Regions from separate parts of the Oryza sativa genome. Here region 1 is linked to region 2. A link is a contact called in public HiCAR-type data. All regions are on one chromosome and are shown on one strand. The core of a region is the stretch at or near the end of the contact, and the rest is flanking DNA. Distances in the headings are between cores, read along the strand shown.

Region 1 (2,710 bases), core at 181-2,680, 210 kb after region 2:
AGCAGTCATGTAAGGCACGGGTGATGGGAGCGAAGGGTCTTGGTATGAAGCCCTGGCTACATTGCCTTTCACCGATGGCGCAAACTTGGAGCTAGCATCCCCATCCCAGCTCCGATTGTAGCTATCAGGTTGCACACCAGAGGCTCCACAATTCAGAAAGATTGGAGCAGAGGCCGTGGAATTGTTATCAGCCGCCATGGCAATCGATAGGAGGGCTGACAGTGTGAGCCATTGGATGGTAGCTAGTAGGCTTGGGTGCATCATTGAAGTGGTGGTTGGTGTATCAGGATCAAAAGTTTGAGGATTCGTTCACATCAATTTGCTATAAGAGTTGGGAACACTTGCATAATGCCTTTTCTCTGGGTGGGATTTGAGGCAAGGAAAATGTAGAGTTTGGAGGATTGTACTCTTGTTTACTGAAGAAAGCACATCCAGATAGCTGTAATCCTGTAGATTCACCTGCAATCAGAGCAAACGAAGGGTTCGGAAATTCTGCAAATTGTAGATTGGAAAGATGAATAACAAGAAATGGATCCCTAATAATAGCACAAGTTTATCTGTTTAGATGATAAAATATTGGAAGCAAACTGAATATAAACCATACCGAGAAGTACTATGAAACACGGTAGTAATTTCTGCTGAAGAGAACAGAATTTGAAAGTTACGGCAAAACCTTTTGGTTTGATCCATTTTCTAGGTTATTATTATTACAAATTTCGCACCATCTACTGTTACAAAAAGAGATGTGTCGGACACCAGAACATTAAGTTGTCGATACTGAACGCGACAAATCCTTTGTCAAAAACTAATATAAGTCAACAGGTAAAATGTTAGAAATTTGTAACTAAAACCAAAAGAAAAATCTAAAAAGGGAGGAAAATAAACACGATCAAAGCTCCAGAACGATCATTTCGCATATGGGGAAAACTAACAGAATAAAAATCGCCCGTATTTCGCTAGTTCCGATCCCCATCTGCAAAACCGGCGATCCTGCAGTTCTGCTGATGAGAAGGGATCATAATACTAAGTACTCCAACTCCATTGCATGCAGCAAAACAGAAATACAAAGAGAACTCGATCGATTAGCTCAACTGATCAACCACCCCCACCCCCCAAACCTCCCAGCCCAGATTTGGGGTTTTTCGCTGGGCCAAAATTTCGCGCCAAGAATAGCAACCCCATAACCAAGAACGTACCCCAAGAATGGTAGCCGCGGCGGCCACGGAGCACAACCAATCCAAGCAGGAAGAACTAACAGGAGAGGAGATGAAGAGGCAAGAGCTAGTACCTCGTCGACCTCGCGGCGTCGGAGAGGGAGAGATGGACTCCGCGCGCCCCGCGGCAGTTTCTAGTTGCTGCGCGTGTTTCGGTGGCCAAAACGATGGTGGGAAATCGAGCTCGGGTCCGTAGTGGAGTTGAGGGGTGGATGATGGGCTCGTGCTAGTGCTAGTGCTACTCTTGTATATAGTGGAGTTTCACGGAGAGGTCCCTCTGTTCTCCACAAATTCGTCGTTGCTTTTCTCTTTCTTGTTCTTGTTCAGCTTCCTTTCTTTTTCTCCCATTCAATAAATTATTCTCATTTTTCTCCATTCCGGTGTGATGATGGTTTCTTGGTTATCTTTTTGTTTGGTATGGATGAATTATGGGGGTCAAGTCGGCACAATGGCACGCCCCTAGTTTTGTCGACGATGCCCTGCTTGGGGTTATAGACTTATAGTTGTGGAAAATCCAGTTGTCGGGTGAGCTAATTAACATTCTGTGGTGTTAGAGAATGCATGTGGTTGTTTGGTGTGCTTTTGTCGGGGAAACACTGAAACGAACTAATTTACCGGGCGCATTCTTTTCGGTCCGTAAGTTTTGACTGATTAGCTGCACGCAAAACAATAAACACAATTAGCACAGAATTAATTAAGAAATAATTATTAAGATGTTAAAAAAATAAATTTATTTGATTTTTAAAAATACCTTCTATCTATAAAGTTTTTCACACGCAATATTCCGTTTAGCAGTTTGAAAAACTGAAAAAGGATGAGTAGCCTGTGTAGCCAAGCTCAATTAGCTCATTACAACCGTAGACAGAATTGAGGAGAACTGTGTTTAAGTCATTTGCATTGATTCGGCCTCATGATTTTATTTTCTTTGTAGATCATCTATCAAGTTCAAGACATACGGTGTTCTGTTGATTGTTATATGCGTCACATTCGATAGAAATTTTCACTACTACACAAAACAGCAAATAGGTGTCGACGCTGTAGATACCGGAAGTGCTAAAACCGGCACCTATAGGTCTTTTTTCACCTCCACGGATTGAAAACAAAGAAAAATCGGCACCTTTAAGTGATTATAGGTACATTAGGTGTCATTTTTCAAAAAAAAACAACACCTTAAATTATTTATAGGAGTCGAATTTTTTAATGAACCGACACCTATAATAAATTAAAGGTGACACATTTTAAAAACCGAGCCGAGCCGAGGAGCGGATAAGACCGAGTGAGCGGTCGACAGCGCTGAATGAGCGGACAACTCTCTCTCTCTCTCTATCTCTCTCTCTCTCTCGCTCTCATCAGCGCGGCTCCCATGGGTGGCGGTGGCGCCCTCCTCTCTACCAGATCCAGCCGGGGGGGAGGAGGCGGCGACTGCGGCGGCGGGAGGCGCCCTCCCCTCCGCCAGATCTTGCCGGGAGGGGAGTCGGCAACAGCAGGAGGTGCTG
Region 2 (2,700 bases), core at 127-2,626:
AAATTATGAGTTGATTGGTGCGGCCTCCAAAGGAATAAATGTTAAAAGCTAAGAACCTGATATGATATATGCGTCTTAATCATCATTTCAAGACCACTAGGAGATAATCATGTAGCAGAAAATTCATGTCATGGTAAACAACTAAACGCAGATATGTCATCTGATCCATAACTTAGGAGTTAGGACTGGTACCCAACCACAATATCCTCCAGATAATGTAGCACAAAGAGAAGTTCCAACCTAATATAAGAAGCCGGGCTTGAGCAAGTCCTGTTTAAAGTTAGGGCAGCTAACTAGCAATACCAAGCTATAAATATCTCCCCATTAGGTTCATCTAATAAAGCAGGCTAAAACCCACTATATGAGATAAGTCGACTATAATCAAGTGATCATATTATCCTCTAAACCATAATGATAAAAAAAATAACAAACAAAATAGTATCCCAGGAACTCAAATGGTTAACATAGATGTTAAGTTAACACATAATAATAATATAGACCAGCCTAATCACAAACATTAACTCGCCTAAGTCAAGGTGTTTTACTCACAAAATCACTTTCCTTTTTTGGTTAAACATTTGTAATAAACAATATATGGACATCAACATGAAGGAAAATCGATTTTGTTTTGGACAAGTCACACCGCTTATAATCACACAATGGCACGAGCACAAGAGAATGAGTATTAGACCTTGGAGATGCTGCCGTATGAAGACGACGAGCAGCAGCAGCGAGAATGGCAGTATCTGCTCGATCCACCTCGCGACATGGTGCACGTCATACCGCTGGTAGGCGCGGTCCCCACCCCCGTTCCCGGACGCGCCGTCCGCGCCCCCACCACTCGCCTCCGCGTCGGCGCCGCCACCCCTCCCCGCGGCAGCCGAGGCCGGGTCAACGTCCCCGGCGGCGGTCGCCTCGATCGAGTCCTCCCCCGACGAGGCCGCCCCCGCGACGCCCGCCGCGTCGGCCTCCCCGGGGCCGCCCTGGATCCGGATCGAGACCTCCCCGTCCCCAGCCGCGGCCGCGGAGAGCAGCCCATCGGCCTCCGACGACGACGACGAAGAAGACGGCGAGGACGACAGCGCCGAGGGCGGCCCCGCCTGCGGGGCGCCGGGGCCGGAGGGGACGACGCCGGAGTACTCGAGCAGCGCAGCGAGCGGGGCCTGCAGGAGGCTGGAGGCGGAGAATCTGAAGCCGTAGCGGCGGAGGCCCGACGGCGAGGCGGCCCCACCGGCGCCCGCGCCGGTCCCGGCACCCCGGCGATGATCGGAGGAGCCTCCCGCCGGTGGCTCCATCGCCGGCGGCAGCGGCGGCGGCGAAACCCTACAAGGCGGAGGCGGAGGAGGAGGAGACGAGGCCCCTGGAATGGGGAGATTCGAGAGATCCCCTTGCTTGGGTTGGTTTACTTTGCCTGCCTTCCTTTTGGTTTCTTTGGCTTTTTTTTTTCTTGCTTCTCTCGCCCCGGTGCCGGTGGTGGCCTCGGCCTGTATTTCTGTTCTTAATTCTTATGCTAGTTTTATTTTGATTTAGACCCTCTTTGTTTAGGCTTAGGGTTATTGGTTTAGTTTTTTAAGTCAGCTTATTGGCTTATATGATTTATAAGGCAGTGAATTTAATATCCTAAGTTTAGTAGTAGAGTCATACATCTAACTCATATAAGTCAAAAAAGCTTCTCCAACCTAGCTTTTGGCTTAATAGTGTAAAAGTGGCTTATGGCTTCAAAAAGGCCAAACGAAAACGCTGCTTATTTGTTTAGGCTTAGACTTTTTGACTTATAAGTTGGCTTATAAGCCTAAACAAAGAGGACCTTAGTGATTTAGAATTAGTCTTCTGGTTATATACGTAACCGTAACACATATCACTACTAAGACACATCACATGTGCATGTAACATCATGTACATGTACCGTATACGGATATTTATAACCTCTTAACATTTTCTAAGGACGAAGATCATCGGTAAATCTTCGGCCTCATGTTTAACAAGTAAAATAAAGATAAGTGACATAATAGCTAGGATATTATTAAGCAATTGCGCTATTTGCATGCTAAATGCCATTGGAAAAAAATTCAAACATTTTCATTAGACGATATCCTCAGATCATGACTAAAGAAATTTTGAATAATTATACATTTAGATTGAAATGTGCATTTGATCTCTTTTTTTAACTAGTATATGATACCCCCTCCCTCCTCATCTTTCACCCTTTTCTAATCATGATTTGATTATTCAGAGCCTATCCTTTTTCTCATCACACGTTTAACAACAATAAATACCCTACTACTCTCTCCTTCCCTAAAAAACCAACATAGTACTGGATGTGACACAGCCTACGTATGTCCAAATTCGTATTATTAAGATATGTCATATTCAGTTCTAGATTCCTTTTTTAGAGACGAATGAAGTATGCTAGAAGAGTAAATCTCAATAACCAACTCCTAATACCTCTTTAGTCTTGAATCCTAATTGGTGTTGTCCCCATCCCTTTTTTTTCTCCTAAAGTTATTTCACATTATGTATTATTGAGAAAGTAGAATGGTATTCCCTATATGCATCTAATAAAGTGTACATTAACTAGCATGAATATAAGGATATTACTGTTATGAAAATATGACTTAGGCATCCTTGTGTTTTTTAAAAAACAATAAAAGGTGATGATTTATATTGGTATCTGCATATGAATGAGTATGATATAATGGA

What was found. HiCAR-type assays count read pairs that join an accessible place to other places.
Region 1: a contact with region 2 is called in a HiCAR-type map of leaf, with 2.3 times the contacts expected there. The contact joins the promoter of LOC4338403 here to the promoter of LOC4338390 in region 2. A contact is called at or near these places in 1 of 15 Hi-C or Micro-C datasets (an unstated tissue) and 1 of 4 datasets of contacts at active chromatin or transcription factors (leaf).

Annotation. Positions count from the first base shown.
Region 1 is chr5:14,878,205-14,880,914 of ASM3414082v1, forward strand. It overlaps LOC4338403 (receptor-like protein kinase FERONIA), which reads right to left and starts at 1,431. Exons shown (of 2, transcript XM_015784640.3): 1 at 1,289-1,431; 2 at 1-492. The coding sequence starts at 264.
Region 2 is chr5:14,672,223-14,674,922 of ASM3414082v1, forward strand. LOC4338390 reads right to left here and starts at 1,377. Exons shown (of 8, transcript XM_015785075.3): 1 at 692-1,377. The coding sequence starts at 1,295.